2 separate regions of the Mus musculus genome follow, and region 1 is linked to region 2. Evidence: chromatin contacts called from public promoter capture Hi-C data. All regions are on one chromosome and are shown on one strand. Each heading gives the region's core, a stretch centred on a gene start, on an enhancer-like site or on the middle of the called end of the contact. The rest is flanking DNA. Distances are from core to core; before and after follow the strand shown. Region 1 overlaps Podn (podocan). Region 2 holds the start of Czib (CXXC motif containing zinc binding protein).

Region 1 (5,599 bases), core at 2,642-5,141, 130 kb before region 2:
GTACAGATCATGTCGTCCTGTCCCAGGGTAGCACTAGGGTGGGTCTGGAGAAGGTGCATATGAGAGGTAACGAGGGTGACCACAGAGCCAGTGTGTGCCAGGCCCCCTCCCCCACTTCCCTGGCTATCGCTCCTGGGCTTCAGGCACAAGGTGACTCAGAGCCTGACCAGCCTGGGGCCTGCTGGTTGTGCCAGGGTTTCTACAAACCTTGTACCCGCTTTCCTAGCCCCTGCACATGTGACCTGCATGTGTGGATCTTGATGTGTTTAATCTGATGGGAGTGACAGGTAGACTGAAGAGGAAAGCCTGTGTGACAAGCCTGTGACATGCAAGCAGCTGGGCTATGACTTCATGTGCAAAGGCAGGAGGGAGTGGGCAGGACCCACGTCAATTAGAACAAGTGTGTGGAGTCTGGCTCAGCACATTCCAGCCTCTTACAAAGGGATTAACCTCGCTGAGCTGTTTCTCCACCTGGAAACCGTGGTTGTCAGACCCCTCCCCTCACTAGAGATCGATTGTGGCTTGGTAGGAGTCTGTGAGCTGGTAAGTCCTTGACACGCACATCCCCCCCCCCCCCCCTGCAGCTGCTGGACATCGCTGGGAATCAGCTCACAGAGGTCCCTGAGGGGCTCCCCCCATCTCTGGAGTATCTGTACCTGCAGAATAACAAGATTAGTGCCGTTCCTGCCAACGCCTTTGACTCCACTCCCAACCTTAAGGGGATCTTTCTCAGGTAGGAAGTCCCTGCCGCCCTGCTCTCATCCAGACAGCACTATAACAGTAGAGGGACAGCTGAGAGCTGGGGGAACAGCTGGCAGCTAGAGTGTGGGTGTGGAGCCTGGCTGAGTACACTGCAGGACCCCCACAAGCCCGTGCCACCTCAGCCCCCGAGAGTGAGCATACCCTGCCAGGCTGCAATGGCTCACAGGTCTGCTAGTGGCATCAGAAACATTCAAAACAAGTACAGGGTGCTGTTGATGCTAATGTGGTACAGGAGGAAGCCCAGAGAACATCTCACGAGTAACCCCCAGCTGTGAAGACATGGGTGACAGCTGTGTTCAGTCAGCCAGGTGGGGCTCAGGTGTCAGACCAAGAACACAGACGCCTGGGGCCCCACTGGGCTCCGGGGTTAGGACTTCAGAGAACTCAGACCTCACAGACTCTGGCTTCTTCTCAGATGCTCCCCCACCCCCCATTCCAACTCGACCCACTCAAATCAGAGAGAAGACAGAATAGAAGACAGGCCCAGGGTGGTGACACTGGGTGGTATGACCCGGCCTTCAGTGTTGGGCTGAGTACGTTCCTTACAGCTCAGCCAGGCCTTGCCTGTGTGCCAGTCAGATCTTGAGGTTAGTGGGGAAGGGCAGCAGAGGCATCTCTCTGCACATGAAGTGACTATGCATAGAAGGAGACATTCCTTGCCTTTGCCACCCCCTTCCTCCAAGCTAACGGTGTCCTGACAGATCTCTTTGTCAGGGGTGTACTGTGCTTCTTCACGCACCCCCTTCAAAACTTGCTGTAGCACTCCCAAATACCACCCCTCCCCCCTTTCCCCTCTGAGCTGGGTAGGTGTGAGGGCATCAGCCAGGCCTCCTGCCGCTGACCCATGGACCACCACTCAGGTTCAACAAGCTGGCTGTGGGCTCCGTGGTGGAAAGCGCCTTCCGGAGGCTGAAACACCTGCAGGTCTTGGACATTGAAGGCAACTTTGAGTTTGGTAATGGTTCCAAGGACAAAGATGAGGAAGAGGAAGAAGAGGAGGAAGAGGAAGATGAGGAAGAGGAAACTAGATAGGACAAAGTGACATGGATGAAACCCAGGTGGGTGGTCTGTGCGGGTGTGAAGGCACCTCTCACCACTCCCTGCTGTCCCTGACCTGCCTTGGCTTTCTGTGTGTCAACTTCACCCTGTCTCTGTTCTATCCCTTCATTTTGAAAACCTGTCATTTCGTTTGCATGCAGGATTGCACCATGTGAGGTGTGTGTGTGTGTGTGTGTGTGTTTGTATGTGTATGTATGTGTGTATATGTGTATGTGTGTTTGTATGTGTGTGTATGTGTGTATATGTGTGTATGTATGCGTAGGTGTATGTATCTATGTGTACATGTATGTGTGTATGCGTGTATGTGTGTGTGTATGTGTGTGTATGTGTGTGTGTGTGTGTGTGTGTGTGTGTGTGTATGTGTGTGTGTCTGCTTGCCCACAGAAGCCAGTTTGTGCTAAGGCATTTACTCTAGCTCAGGGAGATGAGTACTGTGCTGGGAGATACTCTGGGGTACAGAGACTCCTAAGTCTGGGGCTCAGAGGAAAGGCCTGGGCTGGAGATGGGAATCTCATCACTGTAGGCCTTGAGATAGGGCTAGATACTGAGGGGCTAGAAGAGCTTGTCTAGGGCAGGGAGGGAGGGGACAGCCATAGGTAGTTAATACATACACATACATGTAACACAAGCATCTACACATGTGTACATATATACATACTTTAGTCCAAGACACAATCATAGGCCCATATCTGTGTGCACACATGTGCCTATGGATATATGCATGGAGGTGTGTCTGGGTACCTATTCACACAGGCTTACATATGACCACACTCACACACACACTTAATACATTCATGGACTTCTCTAGATGTAGGGGGTAGGGGACTAAAACTGCTTCAGTACTCAGAGTCTGGAGGTGGGTACTGCTGTCCATAACTGAATGTGTCTACATGGAATGCTTGTGACGTCATAGGGAGCAACTGAGGGAGAGGTGGGGGTGGAGAGGATGACTGGGAAGGCAGGGAGTGCAGTAGCCAAGGGGAGGCCACGTAAAACTCAGGTAAAACTGTTTGGCACTCCTTTTGGCACTGGTGGCAAGGATGCTCATGGGATATGCTGTGGAGGGAGGGTAGTGCATTGAGCAGCATGGGTATGAGGGCTGCTGGAAGGATTGCAGGAGGTTGGTAACTGTCCCAGTGTGGAAGGAGGGCCAGGGAACTGAGTGGCTGCCGTCACAGTCAGGCTTGATGGTTGGGTCCCAAATCCCATCAGCCCGAGGACCTTGGCTTTCTATCCATGGCACAGAATTGGATTCCTTATGGCTGGCTTTTTGTTCAGGTTGTGGCACTAGGCTTGGTAAGAAGGAGGGGCAGATGGACATATTGGTAGCAGAGGCATGGGGAGGAAGCTGAAACCTGGGAGGTGATAGCAAGTGTCCAGGCAGAGAGCAGTGATCGGAAGGGCTAAGGTTAGGTAGGACTTCAGGGAATGTGCTGGGAACTATGAGGCCAGGGTGTGGCCATGGCCACAGTGAGGATATTGACTTGAAGTAGAACATGGAACAGAGGGGAGCTGGTAGTGGGGGGAGGGGGGTTGTTGATATATAGTGACAGCTATGTGGACGGATGATGGAGACAGGGTGTCCACTCATGAGAGCAGGATTTGTGACAGGGCTGTGAGCCTGGAGGGGCAAACCTGACTCCAAGGCCAGCCGTCGAGGTAGAGTCTCTGTCCTGAGGCACAGTCCTTAAAAGCCAGGGGTCGGCAGGAAAGGGTGATTGCTATCGCATGAGGACTGCTGGTTCTCATGAAAAGGACTGTGGAGTTCTGGGGTGAGGGAGAAGCTTCCCGCTTTGTGGAATGTTGGCCATGGTTAAGTCAACTGAATGGACTGCTGGAAGAAGCCCCAGGGAGCTCTGGATTCAGAGCTGGGAACCTCCTGGTTCTACACTCCCAGGGGCTCCTCCTTCTTCCCACTCACAGCAGCCTGGCTTCTGACACCCCCTTACTTTGATCCACTTCACCAATGGCTGGTTGTAGCTAGTCCTGACTCTCCAACATGTTCCACAGGACGATGGACTACCGGACTCCTTTCTGCAGCCCAGGCCTGTGCCCCATGAGCGCCCCCTTCTGACACACCCAACGCTGAGCCCAAGAGGCACCCGAAAGTCACACGGGCTGAACACAGTCTCGTGTCCCACCCCTTCCAGCAATGTGTCACACAGTCAGACACGTGCAGATACCACTTCACCACCACGCCCCCAGTTTGGCCACGTAGATAGCCAGCTGCATATGACCTTCCAAACTGGCTCTCTGCACAATCTCACACTGACACACACACACACACACACACACACACACACACACACACACACACACACACACCCTCACCTCTGAGTCCACACTGGCCTGGTAGACTCAGGCAGCTACCCTCTCCCCTATTCACTTACACAGAGTGACCTATGCTACCAAAAGCTCTTGCTTCCAGACAGCTCTGGTTGGAAACAGTTGGCCATGTGCCTTGTCCTCTGGTCCCTCCCTTGGAGACGCAGGGTTGTCTCCTTGCTCTGTGGCCGGGTGCTTTTCACTCTTTGAGACGCAAAAGCTGGCTTTTGTTTTGTGCCTTCCCTATGGGGACTTGAACCTTCTGCCTTCGACCACAGCCTCACCTCCTCCCCCCAGGTGCTGGGCACTCCTACTGCTGGGAGTCCCTTTTTGTTGTGCCCTGGCAGGTCACAGGCACTTTCAGAGAACAGCCTCAAGAAGGCTTGGAAGAGAAAGAGGCAGCAGTGCGTGGTGGGGGTGGGGTGGGGTGGTGGCAGCTGCGTTGGTCTTCAGTTCTGCAGGGAAGTTCTGGGTACCTTTGGTTTTGTTTAAGGAGAAAAAAAAATATATATGAAGATAAAAATCTCAAAGCTGATTTTTTTCCTGTTACAGAAAAACTAATATAAAGTATTATCCCTGCCCTTGCAACCATGCTGTGTCTGTGTGTGCTTCCCTCCAGGCAATGGGCTGGCATCTGCTCAGGGTGGGCAAGATCCAGCAAGCAGCACCCCTGACCAGAGGAAGGAGGGCCAGCACCAGGACTGAGGGGCTCCACGGGAGTGGCACAGACAGAGGAGGGGTGGGGCATAGTAGCAAGGCAGGAAGGCCTGGTGCGTAATATACTTCTGGGTGGACATCTGCCTTTAATGTTGGACTGCTATGCAGGCCTGCACATTCCCCCTGTGACCCCTCCCCCAAGCTGAACCTCCAAACAGATGACCCATGGGCCCTGGGCTATTTAGAACCCACCTGGAAAGTCACCTTTGCATGGAGGTACTGTTACTAATGTTACCGGGTGGTTTGTGCTGTCCAAACAGAGAGGTGGCAGAAGGTGGGTCTGAGGGCTCCTTCAGAGCTGATTTGGGGACAAGGTCTTTTTAGGTATTCCCAGGGACAAGGTGAGGGGCACAGCCACTATGCCACCCCAGTGAGAGAGAGCTGGGGTTGGACTGAAAGCTGTAGGGAAGTTGAACCTAGCAGTGATGTGGATCTAAATGGCCGAGGGATCTCTCTGCCCCAGAGATGTGTGGGCATCTGTCAAGTTCACCAAACTATAGAATCCTGCCTGTGGCTAGCAGGGGCAAACAACTCGATTCCTTAGGGGTCTCAGGGAAGGTCAAATAAAGTCCATTCACATGAAGGAGAAAGTAACTGGTGGGACGTTTGAGCTTTCCCAGATGGTCAGCAATCAACTGACGAAGGATAGCCATGTGGACCCATAATAGAACCATAGAGAGTGGTAGCATGGAGGGGGGTGGGGGTGGGGGTGTCCTAGATCTGAGGCCCTTCCTGG
Region 2 (4,908 bases), core at 1,785-4,284:
ATAACTATCTATAATGAGATCTGGTGCCCTCTTCTGGCCTATAGGCATACATGCAGGCAAAATGCTGTATACATAGAAACCCTGTCTCAAAAAACCAAATAAACAAACAAACAAACAAACAAACAAACAAAACAGAAACCAAACATCCACCATGTCATGAGGAAGGCTGGGTGTATGGAGAGCGCACCTCTTGGGAGGTGGATAGCCAGGAGCCCTGCCTACCTCACCCCTGGGCTCAGACTGCCCAGACTGTCATCCTGTGTACTTTTAGGAGGAAACTGCAGTATTACCCAGTGGATGATGTGGATATGGTGGACAAAAGATACGGAGCAAGTGAGCACTGAGTTGGTGCATGAGAGAGTAAATACGCAGGAGACGTGGTGTCAAGTACCTGGCCTCTCAGCATTCAGGAGGCTGAAACAGGAGTATGAGTTTGAGCCAAGCCTGGGCTACCTAGTGAGACCTAGTCTTAAGCAAAACAAAGAGTTAAATACATGGGACCATGTCCAGGGGCAGGCCACTCTGATGCAGCTACTCTCGACCCCACTCCTAGCCATCAGTTCAGATTTAATCCCACCATCCCTGACACTACAGCAGGAAACTTACGTTGTAAGCCTTGATGGTGCTGCTCAAAATGTCTGAAATATAAAAAGGAAAAGTTGACTTGAATCTCTACCCAGACTCCACTCAGGTGCCCAGACACAGCCTGGGAAAGAGAGAGACCTGCACAGGTTTTAGTATTTCACACCTAGGTCCACCCCTTGACAACACAAGCCTGCTTCCAGTCACCCTGGAAGAGCCTGGTAGGCAGCACCCGACCTACCAATAGAGTTTTCCCGTGCACATAGCTTGCACTTCTGGACCATGGAGGCACTGCCTCGGCCTCCTTTCAGCGCCACGCTGTCCTGACAAGAAGCAAACAGAATTTCTAGTCATGTAACAGCTAGACGTAAGGGTCCCAGAGAGATCTCATCCCACCACCTCATCCAGTGGAACAGACTAAGACCACAGAAGTGAGTCACTTGCTGACAAGTGACAAGAGGGTTGAGGAGAGCTCAGTAGTAGAGCATGCTCAGTAGAGTAGTAGTAGAGATATGCAAAGCCCTGGATTCAATCCCCTGGGTGGGGCAGAAGCCTAAGGAGTCTTCCCCTGGTTGAGAAAAAAAGTCCCTCTTGATTTTGAACTCTGCCTCAAAGATGTCTGTTGTTCCCTGCGAGGGTCACATTGGTGCTCTCTCAACACCTGCCGTGCCCCCCCCCCCAAGTGGCTAAAGGAAAGAAAGATGAAATCCAATTTCCCCAATTTTCTGCCCAGGAGCATGTGGTAGGGACCATTACCATCAGCCGGATGTATTGCCACTTCTCTGAAATCTCACCACAGTTGCCACATTTCATCTTGGGGAAGGAAAAGAGTATTATTAGTTGAGCAGGTAGCTTCCTTAGACACAGGGGAAGGGGAAGCACGGTGTAAGGCCAGCTCATAGCCTACTGCCTTCTCTTAATTTATCTTAGATGCACTCTCACTGTGTAGCCCAAATGTGTTTGAACCTGAGATCTTCCTGCCTCTGCTTTCCAAGTACTGGGATACAAGTGAGTGCCTCTAGACCCATCCTATCTTCTAGGGGATTCTTACAGCATCCAATAGGGACATGAGCCGATTTATCTCCAAGTAAGAACAAGGTGTTTCTGATGTTGGCACCCCTGCCCTCCTCTAGAATCTGTGCCATTTGGCTGGGGACTCCAGGTTGTCTCAAGCCCCCAGCAACTCTGCTGGTTGGTTCTGTGCTTAGGGGTCCTGAGTCTGGGGTTAACGGGTTGTCATTTTGTTTCTGTTTCTCTCTCCTTTGTTATTCTGTGTTTCTTCAAGTCAAAGTTCTTCAGATGGGCCCTGGAACTCCTGCTCCAAACATTTTGAAATAGGAGCTGTGGGTGCGATGGTGTTGCACTTGTCTAGTGCTGGGGCGGGGGTGGCGGAATAAGAGTGATCAGTTATGGCTTTGGTTGGGTATGTGAGGCACTGAGATAGACTAGGAGAATAAAGCACAGCCTGGGACGATGAAGGGTGTCACACTGTTTGGGCCTCTAGGGCAGGGTACCTACCCAGTTTACTAGCACTGTGTGAGGTCAAAGGGTGGCCAACTTTCCCAATAAGTAAAGCCAGCAAATAAAACAAGGTGGGTTTATTCACTATATTAAGTAAGCACAGGGTCCCTTCAAATGATATTTTGTTCCGTGTATGTTTATAAACTAAGAGCTGGAAGGATTTCACATCAGGAGAGTGCTAGCGTGAGGCCCCAAATTCAGATATACCCGCCAGAACAGAAGAGGGATAAAACCACAAAACTCCACCGTGTGAGGAGGCCGAACATCTGTAATCCTAGTAAGAAGATCAGGAGTTCAAAGTCATCCCTCGCTACATAAAGAGCGCAAGGCCAGCCTAGATTACATAAGACTAACGTTTAATCAATAAAAATAAAATCTAAAATTCCATCCTGAAGATCTCACTTAGATGCCTGGTTAAGCACCTCAGACCCGGTGGAACTTTTAGAAAAGCTCCCAGTTCAACACTGTGATCAAGGCTGGGCCCTGAGCCCTAAGATGCCCCACTGCCTCCGGATGCTCCTCCCTTCCCTAGAGGAACCCGCCTTCCGTCGCACCTTCAGGTACCACCGGAAGTCCTCGCCCACTGGCCGAAGGTTCGTGACGTTCTCCAGCGTGGCTTTGAGCTGCAGTGCGATTTTCTGAGAAGAGGGCGGGACACGCTGAGTGCAAGGCCTCGTCCGCTCAGCTGCGTGCCACGCCCCACCCCGCCCCTCCCGACTCAAGCCCCGCCACCCGAGCCTCACGCCTTCCATTCTCTCCTGCTCTGAGCTCGCCACTCTGAGCCCCTCGCCGCCTCGGACCCATCTCTCACTGGGCTACTACCAGACGGGATGCCCCAATGGCGACTAGCCTCTCCTTACCCCCATAGCTGCCGGTCCACGTTAAGTCGCTGCGACAGCTGCTTTCCGACCCGTCGTAAAAGGCCGGCGTCGCCGCGCAGCCTCAGTGCGGGTGGGCGGGGAGCGGGGCGTTAGTGAGTGGTACTGTAGGCTGGCGTTTTCTAGCTTGTCCCTCCTTAACCTGCCGGGCTCGGCTGTTTTCGGTAGGTTTGCTGGAACCGATGTAAACGCAAATGCCAGAGATGGTTCCTGATTCTCAATCTGTGCCTTCACTGAGCAGGCAAGATAGTCGGGCTGGAAACCTCTGCCAGACCTCTCTAGGCTCTCGGTTCTCTATCCGACTTCTCACTACCTGTGGTCCTGAGGCTCAGATTACGCTGCAGCCTCCCAGATGATGGGTAGTCGCCCTCTAAACTGCCCACTGGATGTACACGATTTGATGCTGCGACTTTTCCCACAGGGTTGCCCTGTGTCCATGTCCTCGTGGTAGCTATGCCTGAACAGAGCTGACTTTCCCCCACCTTAGTCATATATTTAACCGACACTGCAGGAGCTGGGAGCACCAACATTCGAAAACATGCCCCATTTTTATTTTTTAGAGACAGGGTTTCTCTGTGTAATTATAGCCCTGGCTCTCCTAGACTCGCTTTGTAGACCTGGCTGGCCTCGAACTCAAAAGAGATCCACCTGCCTCTGCCTCTCGAATGCTGGGATTAAAGGCGTGTGTCACCATGCTTGGCTCCCACTTTTATGGCCCAGTCTTTTTAAATTTTATTTTGGTTTTGGCAGGTAGTATGTATGTGCTCCACATGCATGCAGCTCCCACCAAGGCTAAAAGAGGGCACCATAAATAACCCTCTTGTACCCTCCCCCCCCTCAGCCTGAAACCTGGCTGAACAGGTTTCACTGATAGCACGAAGAGAGCATGGGGGGGGGGGTTGGAGCCTGCCACCTTATCGTTCTACCACTCCCACTGCTACTGCCTGCCGCCTAGCAGTTCCGGAGTTAATCAAGTTGTCACCTGAAACTGGACTCCAAGGATGATTTGGCGGGAATGGGTTCCTTCCCCTTCTTCATAAACCAGTGCCTGGGAATAGTAAAATTGAACCTTGAGCAGACTAGTTGTCTTGGTTCCATTCTCTCTCCCGCCGCCTAGCTCCCTCTTCTCTTCCAGATTCCAAGATGCCTCCCAGGCTAGAACCCAGACATGTGAGCCGGCCGCAACACTCTGTGACACACTGATAGAGCCACCCTATGGATGTTAGGAACAGAAATGAGGTCATCTACTACAGCAGCAAGTTCTCTTAACCGCTGAGCCATCCCCCTGCCTGTTGGACACCACCAGACTGGTCTTTAAGTGTCTCAGAAGTCTGGCATCCTGACATGTCACATATTAATGATATCCCTAACGGAGTATGAAAAGTCTTGAGGATGCTTGGGACCTTGTCTCAGAATGGAATGTCTCTAAGGATATGTATTTAGGCTCGTGTCCCTTCAGACCAATGAACCCTATCAAGTCCCATTCCTTCTGATGCCATCTAATCAGCTATTTTCAGCAAGCCATGAAATTTAAGTAATGGCAAGAGAAAGTTCCTGCCAATCTACCTATTGAACAGTTTTCCTTCATACGGAAATAAAGGATATGTTAAAAAGCCCAGCCATTGGCTGGAGAGATGGCTCAGTGGTTAAGAGCACTGACTGCTCTTCTACAAGTCATGAGTTCAATTCCCAGTAACCACATGGTGGCTCACAACCATCTGTAATGGGATCTGATGCCCTCTTCTGGTGTGTCTGAAGATAGCTACAATGTACCCATATACATAAATAAAAAATAAATGCCCAACCACAATAAAATTTTATGCCCAAGAAGCTATGAATGCTAGTCAGGTGTTTTACTACTGAGCTATAACTCCAGCAATTAGTCATCTTGTAAATCTTCAGGGTTTCCATTTCCCTTGAAACTTAA

What was found. Promoter capture Hi-C pulls out the DNA fragments that hold promoters and counts their contacts.
Region 1: a contact with region 2 is called in a promoter capture Hi-C map of liver, with 1.7 times the contacts expected there. The contact joins the enhancer-like site here to the promoter of Czib in region 2. A contact is called at or near these places in 3 of 39 promoter capture datasets (embryonic stem cells and liver), 4 of 484 Hi-C or Micro-C datasets (liver and nephron progenitors), 2 of 115 datasets of contacts at active chromatin or transcription factors (embryonic stem cells and fibro-adipogenic progenitors) and 3 of 9 other capture datasets (adipose tissue, liver and pancreatic islet).

Annotation. Positions count from the first base shown.
Region 1 is chr4:108,013,928-108,019,526 of GRCm38.p6, reverse strand. Podn (podocan) reads left to right here. Exons shown (of 13, transcript NM_172874.4): 11 at 585-733; 12 at 1,623-1,820; 13 at 3,832-4,734. The coding sequence ends at 1,794. Among named protein-coding and RNA genes, the nearest start is that of Podn, 15 kb to the left of the region's middle. Within about 2 kb of position 3,891, at least 27 of the 459 cell types and tissues checked have an H3K27ac peak or open chromatin away from gene starts, as enhancers often do. A contact at or near this core is called in adipose tissue and liver, where this site is marked.
Region 2 is chr4:107,887,952-107,892,859 of GRCm38.p6, reverse strand. It overlaps Czib (CXXC motif containing zinc binding protein), which reads right to left and starts at 3,034. Exons shown (of 8, transcript NM_001347160.1): 1 at 2,964-3,034; 2 at 2,658-2,741; 3 at 1,339-1,395; 4 at 824-905; 5 at 607-638. The coding sequence starts at 2,969.